2 separate regions of the Macaca mulatta genome follow, and region 2 is linked to region 1. A link is a contact called in public Hi-C data. All regions are on one chromosome and are shown on one strand. The core of a region is the stretch at or near the end of the contact, and the rest is flanking DNA. Distances in the headings are between cores, read along the strand shown.

Region 1 (7,080 bases), core at 2,853-5,352:
CTTCCTTCCTTGCCTATCTCTGGGGCTGGGTAGACTGTGCCGAGAGGTTCCAGTTCAGCCATAGCTGGGAGAGATGCTCAGGATGTCCCAGGCCCTCTCTTGTGGAGAGGCAGGATAGAAACAAGCTGCTTTATGCCTCACTTTGCTCATCTGCAAGATGGACGTACAGTTGGGATCTCTCTCATAGGGCTTTTGTGATGTTTAAATGTAAGATGCTTATGACATGAAATTGAAGGTTTGGGAGATTTTGAATGGCCTTTTCACATTTGTCCGAGTAAAATAACAGAGCATCACATAATACAATATCATCATTATCACTCAGTGCATCCTGGATGCCAGACACTTAAGTTCTTTACCTACAATGTGATTTTATTAAAAGTCAGTTGTTTTAAAGATAAACTACCCAGTAAGCACTTGGATAGAGAAGAACAAGTAGTCTGAGCCCAGCTTCTCAAACTGTCTGTGACAAGGGCTAGCTCTTTTATTCCCAGCCTGTCACAGATGGATACTTTCACAAATACAAAAGCATGCTTGGGTATTGTGATGGTGGCAGGATGCTATGGAAGTTTCTGGATGCTTACTCTCGCTTTCTGTACTTACTTCATTGTGGTCACACAGGGGGCATTCTCTGTCTGAAGACCACACTTTGAGAAGCGCTGATCTAAGCCAGTTTGTAATGGAGTGGTCACCGTTTGTTCTGGAATCTTCCACATGCTTACGCTGAGCACCCATCCAGTCCACAGTCCAGGTGCCCAGACTCTTGGAACAGGTCTCCATCTGCAGAGCCCCTTGCCGCGCCTCCGACTGTAAACGGTTCTGGCTGCACTGGTTCTTGTTGAATCACCCTGTGCCCTGGCTGGTTTATCCCACGGCTCACCCAGGAGGAGGGTGGGGCCATCCTTGTGCACACAGGCTCTGGGCCTTGGGTTCAGGAACCGCTGCCCCTGTCTTGCTCTGAAGCTCTCACTGGTGACCACTTCACTCCAGGCTTCCTTGGTGCCCTTCAGCCCTTGGGGGGCTGCAGCAGGCACTTGGCTGCCCCCAAAACGGAGGTCACCTTCTATCCACCCAGACTCTCCCTCCTGCTCAGGTCCCAGGAGGGACAAGTTTGGTCCCAGGAGGCTGCAGGAAGCCCTTGACCTCAGATCCTGGCATGGGAGGGTGCAGTGTGGCAAGATGCCTCCCCTGGCTCCGGGGTGCTTACCAAGTCCCATTTTTTCTGTCTTCCTCCACAGGTACCAGATCCCCAGGGGCTGCAGGGCTCACCAGCAGAGATTCCTCTGTCCTGGACGGCACAGACAGCCAGACCGGGAATGATGAAGAGGCTTTCGACTTTTTTGAGCAGCAAGACCAAGTGGCGGAAGAGGGTCCTCCTATCCAGGGCCTGAAGGGCGAGGATGCTGAGGAATCCTTGGAGGAGGAGGAGGCGCTGGACCCTCTGGGCATTATGCGGTTGGTCTCCCGTTGTCGAGAGGGTCCCTTTGGTGTATTCCAGGCTTTCTGGAGATGACATCCCCCTTCCCTGGAATCTGAGAAAAGCCCTGAGCATCCCAGGTCGCCCCCTCACAAGCATCTGGGCCACAAGGCCTTGGCCTGGTGTGCTTGGGGGAACCAGCTCTCTGTGTGCCCTTGGTGGTGTCCATGTCTCTGGGGCTGGGCTTAGGTATCGCCTCCCTGCCTGGGTCACAGGATGTCCTCCGCTTGTGGCTCTGCACTGAGGCTTGGCAGAGGCTCCCCGTGACAGCTCAGTAGTGCAGGCTGCGGCCCTGTCCGGCTAGTGTGGGAGGACTGGGTGCTCCTTCCAGCTGCAGAACTCGCAGAGGTAGCTGCAGCTCTGGGCCTGCATCATCTGCATAGCAGGAGCATTCACCTTGGCCCTGCCTCCACACAGGGCCGTTCACCAGCCGTGGATCTCTGGCCATTTACAATCTCTTTTCTTCGGTTTTCTTCAGTGAAAATGGGCTCATGGTCGTACCAACCTCTTAGGGCTCCTGTGAAGATGAACTGAGTTATGTAACTTTAGCAATTAGCTATCATCCTGGCCCCATCTTTCAATGGAATCAGACCAGGCCAGGGGTGCTGTTCTTCCCGCTCTCTACCACAACGAATGTCTCTTAGCCGTTTACTGAAGTCCTCAGACGCCAGATGAGTGAGTCCTTTGTTGTAGGTCCTGCCCCAGAAAGGAATTAGAGCCCAGTAGAAACTAGGCAGAGGCAAGTTCAGCTTCATCAGCATGCAGAATTCTGTCCTAAAATCACAGCCCACTCTGGAAAGGCCTTCTTCGGGGGGAGGGTTATGGAAGGGTGGGCTGCAGGGTGGCCATGAGACCAGCGTCCAGGGGTGAGGATTCACACTGGAAAAGGGTGCACAGCGCTCGGGGAGCTGCAGCAGAAACAGGCCCCGGAGCCAGGATCCTGCAGCACCTAGGCACAGTAAGTGCCCTGCAGTCACCCCTCCTGGCCCTCCGTGGCTGGCCTTGTCCTTGAGTGGGGTCGGCGGCCCTGAGGGAGAGGCAGCCAGAGTAGCGGGTGATGTGGGGACAAGCCTGTAATAGTCACTCCTTATCAGCCTGGCCCAACCCTGCAGGCCTTTCTTGGGCTTTATTTTGGTAAGGGTGAGGCTTTGTTTGAACTCACATTCTCTGTTGTTCTGAGTAACCACACGTAGTGCCAAACCAAGATGGACTTTGGTTGTCTGTGCCAGCCTTTGGCAGAAGAACACACTTAGCAGAGCGGCTCCTTTTTTGGGTAGGAAAATGCTCTTTGGGGCTGGCAAGTGCTGCCTTGAACTTCCTACTTACTTCATTAGCAGACTGTCAGGGGAGATGTGTCAGCTGTCCTGGGACCCCTTGGTTGGGGGGGGCCAGCCCCCTCCCCAGCTCTGTACTCTGGGGTCCTCGCCCCTGAATCCTGGGAAAGCTTAGCACCTAAGAGTAATCCCGCTGGCTCAAGACCCTCTTCTGCTGGGCTTGCTTTTTAAGGACCCGTGTGACAAGGTGCTGGTGAATCAGCGTTATCACCTCTGGCAGAAATAAGAAGTAACATTTTTTGAGAGTTTATGAAATGCTGGGGGAACTAAGTTAGCATTTGCCTACATGATCTCATTATATCTGTTAAGACAGGATTTCTGAAACTGCTTGCTACAACCCATAGTAAAAACTATATTATATGCTATGACCCAGGACACACATGTATAAACATCCCATAAAACTGAAGCAAAAGTTCCCAGAACTCATACAAAACCTTACTAAGTGTATCGTACTCGGATATTTTCTATTCTATTTCAATGTTTGGAAAGGTCATGACTCACCAAACTGCTTTCAGGATCCACTGTGAGCACAGGTCAAGAAACGGAGCCCTGGAGGCCTGCACTGGCATCAGCCTCTTCTGTGTGGTGGGAAACTCAGATTCAGGGTCAGGTGGTTCGTCCACGTTCCTGCAGCCTGCAGATAGCAGAGCCAGGACCCCACGCCATCTCCAGTCCAGTCTTTATCAGCCTGGGAGGTGGGCAGGGCCCCAGGATTATCCCCCTTTCACAGATGGGAAAATCGAGAAAGGAGTTCAGCAGGATCTTGGCCTGAGCCGTGTGTGTGGCAGAGCCGTGCCTTGAAGTTGGGTTTCCACCTCGGCCTTTCACAGACACCCAGCTGGGCTTGTTGATCTCTCTTGGTGCCACCCACCTGCCCTTTGGTGGGGGACTTTCTGTTCTTCTCAGGGGGCTATTTGTGCACCCCTCTCCCTCCCGTGCCCTTGGTTCCTGTGCAAGTGCAACAGCCCCCGTTTCCCAGCTTGCCCTGCCCCATGTGTGGACTTAGCTCTGGGCGCTCCTGGAGCAGCCACCATTTCCCTGCAACCAGCCTCGGTCCTTCCCCACCGTGGCCGCGGCGAGGCGCTGCTGCTCTGCTGAAGGGCTGCTCCACTGCAGGGCTGCTGGGAGGGTGGGAGTCGCCAGCACAAAGCCGGAGCCCAGGCCGGCCTGGCTTTTCTTTGTCTTGTAAACCTGGTTTTGGTTAGGGACAAGAGAGCGTTATTACACCGTTAGAGAGCGCTTAAAGACAGAAAAAACCCTCACCTCGGCCCATCCCGACACCACCGCTCTCCCCTTCTGCTGGGGCTCTCGTCTGACCCTGTCCCAGCGCCATCCATGCAACTGCAGGCACAGTGCACGCGCCTTTTCGTACTCTGCTTTTTCACCCTATGGTCTGTCCCGATTGCTGCTCCATGTCGCCCCCGTTTTGTATTTAACTTTCTATTTTAGAGATGTCACGGTGCTGAGAAAATTGACATTCTACCCTAATAGTTCTGCCTTATGCTGGAAATCCTCTGCGGGAAACATTTTACATTGTGACTCAAATAATACACAATTAGTATAGAAAAATTGCAAACACAGATGAAATTCCTTTCCCTGTGAATTTTTGAATGCATCTTTGAATATTCACATCTTACTGCCAAAATGAGATTGTCTTATGTGCCATTCTGGAATTTTCTTTTTTCCAGTTTACATGTTCTAGGTCCTTCCAGATCAATAGCTGCGCTCTCCCTCCTTCCTCTGCTGGTTTCTCAGCTCGATGGGCTGTAAGTGGCATTGCCAGGCCCCTGCTTGTGAACATGCTGGGGTTTTCTGTAGGTTTTTCCTATTGTAGGCAATAACTTGAGGAACTTCTACATATACAACGCTTTTATTCTATGGAGCCTTCCCCTATATATGTGCCCCACCCAGAGCAGGGCCCCTGAAGCTGCTTCTGGGGACTTTGGGGTACCATTCCAGTAAAGGGTTCTCCAAGGGCTGAAGCCCCTCGTTGGGAGTGCCCCTGTGCTTTTCTAAGCCCTGCCCCCGCCCCAGGGCCCACTCCTCCCATCTCTTCTTTGGCACACAGAGACCCCCTGCAGGCCCTGGGTCCCTGAGGACTCGCAGCGTCTGGTGGGACAGGCTGGCTCCTGTATGAACAAATGCACCTGCCTTCGAGGCTGGGCTTCCCAGACTCCTTGGAAGGGGGAGCCCACACCCGGGTCTCCATGCTGTGGCCTCCGTGGTGAAGCTGAATGTTTCTCTGGAAGGCCATGTTTTATGATAATTTTTTAATATGGATTTTGCTTCATCTTGCATAAAAGAACCACATGTATTTTAGTATAAAAATAATATCTTACCCTCCATATTTGGATGAAATCACTTCTCCGGGATGATTCTGTGGTTTTGAATGCTGGCACATTACCAGGTGCTCCCAGATTCGCTAACCCAAGATTTAGCAGCAAGATGGTCCCCTAAGGTGAGCCGTGGAGGGGAGCTCTGTGGGGACAGCAGGGCCTCAGCCCCACCTCCTTAGGTGCCCTGGAGCTGCTCCCCCAAGGGTGCCTCTTGCCAAATATCCCGACCACTGCACAAGGGCTTGGCACCTCTTTATTCATTCCAGCCTGAGCCTGGGCACCCAGGGCTCCCCTGATGCCACCAGCGCAGCAGAGACCACCTAGGGATTCTGGGCCACTGAAAGCTTGGGGGAGAGAGAGATTCCAGGCCCCCCTCAGATCTGGGTAGGTCCCCCATAATCTGTGTTTTAACAAGCTCTTGAGTTGGTTCTGCAAGCTCCTATTTGAGAATTCCCAGAAACCAAACTCCAGTAAAGTGTTGGAAATGCCAGAGAGGAAACAGGCGTGGAGAGCGGCAGGTTAGCCATCACCACAATTCCCCGTCCACAGTGGGCTGAGGACAGGGCGTGTCCGGAAGGCACTTCCGGTACTGACTACTCGCCAGCTCCTCCTGCTCGGGCTGGGCTTTCCCTCGTCTGCTGGCCCACCTGCTGGAGGAGTTCTCTGCGGTGCCATCCTGGGGTTCATGTGGGGGCCATGAGCCAGGATGGCTGGGCCTGACCTCACCCTGCACCTGTACAGCTCTTAGCCCTGGCCTGGCTGGGGACCCAAAGCCATAAGGAAAGGAGGAGGCAGATGCCACAGCCGCCCTGCAGCATCATGCAGGTGGCACTCCACCCAGGCTGTCACAGTGACCACAGCAGCACAGTGTGCATGCCAACTGCATTTCCCCATCCAGATTACTGCCTGGCAGGGCGCAGTGGCTCATGCCTGTAATCCCAGCACTTTGAGCAGCCGAGGTGGGCAGATTACTTAAGATTAGGAGTTCAAGACCAGCCTGGCCAACATAGTGAAACCCTGTCTGTACTAAAAATACAAAAATTAACTGGGTGTGGCAGGGCATGCCTGTAATCCCAGCTACTTGGGAGGCTGAGGCAGGAGAATTGCTTGAACCCGGGAGGGGGAGGTTGCAGTGAGCTGAGATTATGCCACTGCACTGCAGCCTGGGCGACTGAGTGAGACTCCGTCCCAAAAACAAGATAAAACAAAGCAAAAACCAACCAAACAAAAAAATAGATTGTTGCACAAAGTCCTGCCTGAATAAACGGGCTGTTAGGAACAACAGATGTACCAGTGGTTTCTGCTTGTTAAATTCAGTAGCATAACCTTTGGCTCAAGAGAAATATCATCCAGAATCCCAGCACATAAAACAGGCTGAAGTAGGATTTCCCCTGGTTGGGACAAGTGAGGACTGAATCTTTGTCCCTCCAGCCTCAGCCCCACTTCCTGGGGTAGCCCTGGGCAGCTTTGCAGAAGGCGAGGGCCCCTTAGAGTATGGTTTGACAGTGCGTGGGACAGCTGGAAACCCCACACAACCCCAGGATGTGTGGCTACTCCAAGAGCAGGGTTAGAGATGGGCAGTCCCAGGTTTAAATCCCCTTTCTGCCACTTACTAGCTGGTAGACACCGAGTGTGTTGCTGTACTTCTCTGAGCCTGTCTCTTTGTAGAATGGGGGTAAAGTAGAGGCCCAGTGGCTGAAAGGATAAAATGAGATGAAGCACTACAGGAAAATTCCTTTGTAAAAATGTACTATTCTAGATTTACTTTGCTCTAAAGAGGTCTTTGTGTATTTAAATAACAGTTGAAATATGAAAAGGCAGCTTTTCCACTTCCTATAGTTGTTATGCAAATATCAGGACCCTGTGATGTGCATACTATAACTTTACCTCCCTCCAGGAGCGCCGGTACACCTGCCACCTGTTACAGCTTCCTAGA
Region 2 (7,080 bases), core at 3,435-5,934, 180 kb after region 1:
AAGAATGTAGGAAAGAGAAGATAGGAGTTATGTGTGGCTCAGAAGGCAAGCTCTCTGGAAGCTCTGTACTCCGTTGCGTAAGGAAGTCAAGACTGCAGGGCATAGCACCATAAGTCTGTGGAATTTAATCTATTTTCATAGGAAACCACCTCCCCTCCTCTGTACATTGACAATGACTCTCCCTTATTGGAAGCCAGTAGTTCTCAAAGTATGGTCCCGTCCAGCAGTTCATCATCACTTAGGACCTTGCTAGAAATTCAAATTCTTAAGCCCTAGCCCAGACCTACTGGATCAGAAACTCTGGGGTTAGGCCTAGCCATCTGTGTTTTAACCAGCCCTCCGTGTAATTCTAATACTCACTTGACTTTGAAAACTGAAATTCTAAGTCTACTGAAACTCATGTGAAAGAGACCTTAGAAATACAATCCAGATTGATTTAAGATTAGGATTAAAGGAGAACTCAAGACAATGCCCCTTGCTCTAAAATGCCCAGGATCAATGCAACTTCCCAGTATTTTCCGCGAAACTGTTCAACAGGCAATTAAATCAACTCAGCACATTTATTTTAAATGTGCAAAATGAATTTTCATATTCTAAGAGTAACACCAGATGTTTTACCTCTTTTTCCTAATTGATTTTCCAGCCTACAGCAATTCGTCTTTATGTTTTCCAGTTGGATCCTAATGCAGCAAGAAGAGTGTGTTCCGGCAGGATTATGAAATGCCACGCATTTTCAAACAAGCGTAACTCGGGCAGCCATGCGTCATCTGAGTGTTTGTCTGCCCATAATATAAAACACAGACAGTTATGGGTACCAGGCAGATCAGAGCAACTCAGAAAAGGCCCTTTCAGGGAGTTGGGCCTCCAGGCTCTTGGCTGGTTGCAAAGCGAGTCCTGGGCATTCAGCCCAAGCCTGAGCTCTTCCCCCACTGTGTCCTGCGCTCCCTGGTACCAAAGGATTTGCTAGCTGTAAAACCTGCAAATAAACATGCTGTTTGTGGATGGGAAGTTTTGTCTTCAAAATGAAAAAGGAGACTGCAGGCTGGAGGTGAGTGGGGCTGAGGGACTGAGGAAGGAGTCAGGCAGTTGCTCAAAGCAGGCAGCCTGGATAGACCCCTCTCCCCTCTGCTCCTAGAGGAGCCCAGACAATTCCCTTCTGTTGGTCAACGCACCCACCCAGCTGAACAGGAGGTCCAGTTACTGCCAGCATTAAAGTGGGTGAAAGGTCACCACCAACCAGGTTTTCTTCACTCAACAAAAGCTCTTGGAGTCTGGGGTAAGACCAGGAAACAGAAGCCTCAAGCTTTGAAGCAAACAACTTCAAAGGAGACCTTCTCCACCTTTGTCCTGGGAATGGGGAGAAGGGGGAAGGAGAAGGTGGCAACTAAGTGCTAGAAACCCAGAAAATGCTGATTCAAAAAAAATGAAAACCACACTTCTCAGGCAGCTGGCACTCTCCGCTCCCTTCACTGGAAGCTGCTGAGAGCTGGCAGGTTTGAGCCATCATGCCTGCAGCAGGATTTTAATGTGGTCTCCCACTATAAATCAGCCCGTCTGGTTCTAAGAACCATTGCAGCAAAGCTAAGTGTCTACAATTAGAGCTCATCATGACTGAATCTCAGAAAGTGGCAGCTCCAACTTTAAGAACCACCAAAACAGCCAATGTTCTTTCCACAATATGGCCCTTCTCTGAACTTAGAATAAAGCATTCTAGGTTACTTATAAAGACATATTGGGATCAAAGTTTGATAATGTTTAAAAATCACTTCATCTGAACTCCCCCACTTCTGGAAGCTCCAGCCCCAAAGGTAACGACCTACACAGTCTCCTGGGGTATTTTGTAAACCCCTTGATGGCCTGAACGAAACCCAGTAAACAGGCTTCCTGATAGCCTGATCCCACACCAACGATTAATAAAAACGTTACCTAAATTTAAAATGCACAAATGATAACCTTCCAAGACTCAAAGAATAAGCAAAGCCCCATAACAGACTTAGACACAAGTGTTTTTAAGACACACAGATGAATGAAATCAAGATCTTCGTTCTCACCTAATTGAACTAAGTACATAATAGGTCAAGGTTTTTGCACTGGGTGTCGGGTTATCCACTCATCGTCCTCTAGGAATGTGACAGAACAACCTGGTCTCCCTTGGTCACCCAACCCCCAACCCCCACATGCTCCCAAAGGGACTTCATCCTCATTTACTACATTTGCTATAAGGAAAACGCGGTTGGCAAGAAAGGATCTCGCCTAGGAGAATGTCTCCCTTGTCCCAAATTCGCAAGGGTATTTTTACACACTATTAAACCACAAGAGCCATTTTATAAATGTCATCATCATAGTCTTTTAATATTTTACATAAAAAACTGTATACACAGCTTATAGAACTTTTATGTAAACATCATAAGCTCACCATTTTGTCATTTGTCAGTTTATTTAAAAAATAAAAAACAAGACAACAATTTAGTAGAAGTACCACTGGGAAGGAGGGGAGGGGAAGAAAGGATATACAGGGGCAGGTGTATTCTCTGTACAGAGATGCAGAGAAAATTTCACATAGCTTTAGAGAATGCCTTGTGAAAAAAAATATATAGGCCCCAATACTTGTTACTGCCCTTTATCAAAACTGTGTGCATGACCTGCACAAATAAAATCACAATACCGTGTTGCCACTTTCTTCAAGAAAACAAAGCAAAATTTAGTGGATTTCTTTTCCCTCTCCTTGTTAAAAGTCATTTTTTAAAAACATCAGAAGTAGATGAGGTTACAGCGTACAAGTGTGGTCAGAATGCTACTGTCTTATGCAAATGACGAGAGCATTAAGTGTCAAACAATGAAACAATTGTGCAAAGAATTTAAAAAAAAACAAATTTTAGCCTTTAAATAAATCAAATAACATCATTTTCTTGGACTGAACAATTTTCACTTGTAGGACAGGCACAAAGTTCGCTTATGGCAAAAACAATCCCACAGCGCACCCTCCCTCCTCCCGCTGGTGGCTGGTGGAGGCTCGCAGGGGGGGCTGGCCCGAAGGAGAGGCTGTGCTGGAAGCTGTGTCCTCCCCAAGTCAGTTGCAAATGTCTTCCCCAGGGGTCGGAAAGATGGCCAAGTCCTGTTCATGCTTAGACGGGAGTCTGGCCCAGCCTGGGCCAGAGCGCTCACCCGTCACCACCATTAAATAACACCATCTTAGCTCCGAAAATAAAATTATATCTATATTTATATAACATTCCCCATCCTCCCCAGCCCTCCCCTCCCCCAGTACCCGGGGTCTATGTTACAGACAAGGGATATCAGGCGCCCGCTGGTGAAGGGCGAACATCTGATGGGGCGCGGCCACACTCCCGCGCCAATCTCGCCCCCGGGGATCAGAGGCGGGGGTGGGGTGAAAATGGGGCAAAGGGAGTCGAACAGACACACAGCCACACACTCTGAGGCCTGGCTCTTCAGAAAAGCATGCTCAGGGGACCCTTGGCACTCAGCGGGGAGCCCAGGCCTGTGCAACACAGCTGGACGCACAGACACTGGGAAGGGGGCGCCCGGTGCCCACGCCGAATCCTGGCGCGAGCCAGAGGCGCCAGCAGACAGATGCCAGGCAGTCCGGTGGGGTCCTTGTGGGACACGAGTCTCCCCTTCTCCGGGCTCGTGGGGGACTGGTCCAGGAGGGGGAGCCGCGCCGGCAGGGGCAGGCGCGACGGGCGCGGCCCTCATAGCACCTTGCAGCAGTTGATGCAGCCGTTCTGGGAGCCGTAGCGCTTCTGCAGCGCGGCGCGCGTGGCCGTCTCGAACACCTCGCGCACGCCTTCCTTGGTCTTGGCCGAGCACTCGAGGTAGTCGTAGGCTTGAATGCGCACGGCCATGGCGCGGCCGTCATCCGTGCGCACTGGTTCCTGCTTCATGCGGGCCAGCTCTGTGCGGACATGCTCGTCGCTGCGCAGGTCTTTTTTGTTGGCCACCAGGATGATGGGCACGTTGGGGCAGAAGTGCTTCACCTCGGGCACCCACTTCTCGGGGATGTTCTCCAGCGAGTCCGGGCTGTCCACCGAGAAGCACATGAGGATGACGTCGGTGTCCGGATAAGAGAGTGGCCGCAGACGGTCGTAGTCCTCCTGGCCCGCCGTGTCCCACAGCGCCAGCTCCACCTGCTTGCCGTCCACCTCGATATCGGCCACATAGTTCTCGAAGACAGTGGGCACGTACACCTCGGGGAACTCGTCCTTACTGAACACGATCAGCAGGCACGTCTTGCCACACGCGCCGTCGCCCACCACCACCAGCTTCTTGCGGATGGCCGCCATGAGCGGGCCGGGCCCGGGCAGCAGGAGGGGGCCCGCGAACGCCTCGCTGCCGTCCCGCTCGCCGCTCACTGCTCACCTCGGGCTGGGCGCAGGGGGCGAGGGTCGCTAGCTGCACTCGGGCCCCGCGGTGGCGCGTTCTCTCACTGAGCTCCGGCTGCCGCGGCGGGGGCGGTGGGGGCGCGGGGGCATAAGGCGCACCGTGCGTCTAGCCGCGCTGCTCCCGGGCGGTGGTCGCTCTGCTAGCCCCGGGGCGGGAGTCGGCGGCTTTGTGCGTAACGCGGGCTCGGGCGGCAGACTCGGCCTAGCTCCCTCCCGGGTCTCTCCCGGCCTCGCCGAGCATACAAGAGAGCGAACAAGTCCAAACAGACTGCGGTGGCAGATGAGGGCTGCGGCCCTAGCGCCCGCTATTTAAAGAGTCCGGCCACTTTCTTAATATAGCCGTCCAATGGGAAACGAGCCGGCTGAGCTCATCGCTGCGGATCTTGGCTCTGATTGGCCGCCCGCTGCAGCCCGAGGGCGGGGCAGGGCCAGCTTGATTGACGGCCCAGGGCGCCGGGCTGGGAGAGGCAGCGACCCGAGAGTCTGCGCCGCTGCTGGCGCTGCGGGGCTCTAGCGGCACCGGGGTCCCCTTCTTCGCCGCAGCGTCTGCGCGCGGATTCCCGGAGCTGCCTGGAGCCTACAGGGTCTGGGCGAGCGGTTCCGAAACAGGCGGCACTCAGTGGGGCGTTGGCGACTCCCATTCAGAATTGCCCCTCTTCCTGGCAAACTCCCGGCGGTGGTTGGACCTGTGGGGGAGGGGGTTTTGCTCTTTTAACGTGGTTTTGTTTTTGAATAAACACACACACACACACCACACACTTTTGTTTCCAAACAAAAGTGTTTTCTCCTTTCTTTTGGAGGCGGCCCCTCCTGTGGTCTAGGGCCCCACCCGGGTACTCGCCCTGGGCCAGCCTCGGGTTTGGACCCGAGAGGCGACCGGCTGGCTGCAAACTGGCTCTTCCAAGTCCCGCCGCCCCCACCCTTCCCAACCCCCAGCTTAGGTCTCTAGGTGAAGATTAAGGGAAGAGGTGCGGAGTGGCGGAGCCTGACAATGGAAAGGAAAGGTCGAAGCTGGAACACTTGGAGGAAGTTACTGGGCAGGGAGAAGCCCCCTCGGCCCCGCTCTTCACAATGAAGTCTGATCCCGGTTCTTAAAACAGAGAACTGTCTGAGATAAATTGTACAACAGAATATACAGTATTGTACAATAGCATGTACAATATTCTGGGTTCAATAGAATCCAACCACCCCAAGACCCGTGAGCGGGCGAAAAGGCTCGAGGCTGGGGAAGACGGGCGGGGTAAGGGGCTAACAAATGGGGCACAGCGGGTTAGTGGGTGTCCCCTCTAGTGGGGCGCCAGATCCCTAGTCTCCTGATGCACACTAGGACTGAACTCATTTATCCTATAGATCCTGCAGGAGATGACAGTACCTGTGATCCTGAAAGACCCTAGTCAACCGATTTCTACGGATAAAAGAGGAAGAAGGGGGTAGGGGGAAAGGAGGAAAGGGGAGTCGGGGAGGGCTCCCGGGAAGGAGAAACAGCCTGAACACAAGCAGGAAGGTGGGAAGGAGTAGGGCACACTCTAGGAGCTGCGTATGCTGGGGTTCATGAGCGCTAAAGCATTAACTGCAAGGGGTGGGCTCTGTCCATCCATTGCAGGGGAAATGTATGCAGACTGTTTTTTCATCTGAGGAAGGACCCACCACATCACCGGGAGGTTGTTGCCTCCTGTCTCCATCTCTGCCTCGCTCTCTGTGAGTTGTTGGAGGGCCAGGATTCTGTCTTATCTCCACATCTTGAAGACCCAGCACAATGCCTGGCATTTACAAGAATCAGTACATGACTGTGGAGAATTAACCCCAATGCTCAGAAACGCAGGTAGATCTTTCTGGGGGTTTCTTACCTGAGTTCCACGTTTTGCTTTAACAATTATCTAACCAGGCTCACGCCTGTGATCCCTGGGCCTGGGAGACCCAGGCTGGAGGATTTCTTGAGCTCAGGAGGTCACGACCAGCCTGGGCAACATGACAAAACCCCGTCCCTGTCCCTGAGAAAAATAAAATGGGATGGGGTGGGGAGGAGAGTGGCCTGCGCCTATAATCTCAGTTACTCAGGAGGCTGAGGTGGGAGGATTGCTTGAGGCCAGGAGGGCAAGGCTGCGGTGAGCTATGGTTGCAACACCCCACTCCAGCTTGGGTGACAGGGTGAGACCCTGGGTCAAAAAAAATAAAAAAATAAAAACATTTAAAAGCATCATCTAAGCAAACCCATGCAGCCAGCTGTGACTGAACCCCGGTGTTTTCACATGTAATTCATATGTTAGGAGGTAGGTCCCCGTATGGCTCCACAGATGAAATCAGATCAAATAAGGCAGTAGTGCTGCTAAGCCTAGAGCCCTTCCTAGAGGGAACGTCTTATTTAGACGACCGGAAGTGCTGTGCTTCCCTCAGACTGGATTTGCATCACTACAACAAGAAGTCAACTAGTTGGGTTTTTTTTTTTTGGCCGGTGAGGGTGGGGACGGGGTGGTTGTTTTTGTTTTTCAGATCTAAGGAACTGATCTGTCAGCAAGTAAATAGTTTTTCTGCTCATTGATTTGGGGATGCAATCTGGAAGCTTTTATTTTTTTTTTTTTTTCCTATTAGAAAAATCTTATTTACACAAATTTTTCTTCTTTTAGTCAAAACCTTTTATAGCTGTATTGTTAATGCCGCTTTCCTTGGTCTTAATATAGCT

What was found. Hi-C and Micro-C count contacts between places; a contact is called where the count stands out from the background.
Region 2: a contact with region 1 is called in a Hi-C map of fetal cortical plate, with 2.2 times the contacts expected there. The contact joins the promoter of RHOB here to the enhancer-like site in region 1. A contact is called at or near these places in 11 of 14 Hi-C or Micro-C datasets (CD4 T cells, blood, fetal cortex germinal zone and 6 more).

What each region holds. Positions count from the first base shown.
Region 1 is chr13:104,388,624-104,395,703 of T2T-MMU8v2.0, forward strand. HS1BP3 (HCLS1 binding protein 3) reads left to right here. Exons shown (of 7, transcript XM_001096861.5): 4 at 1,236-1,452. Among named protein-coding and RNA genes, the nearest start is that of HS1BP3, 15 kb to the left of the region's middle. Within about 2 kb of position 4,103, at least 22 of the 40 cell types and tissues checked have an H3K27ac peak or open chromatin away from gene starts, as enhancers often do. A contact at or near this core is called in fetal cortex germinal zone and fetal cortical plate, where this site is marked.
Region 2 is chr13:104,570,581-104,577,660 of T2T-MMU8v2.0, forward strand. RHOB (ras homolog family member B) reads right to left here and starts at 4,685. Exons shown (of 2, transcript NM_001194776.2): 1 at 4,173-4,685; 2 at 2,323-4,112. The coding sequence starts at 4,301. The coding sequence ends at 3,711.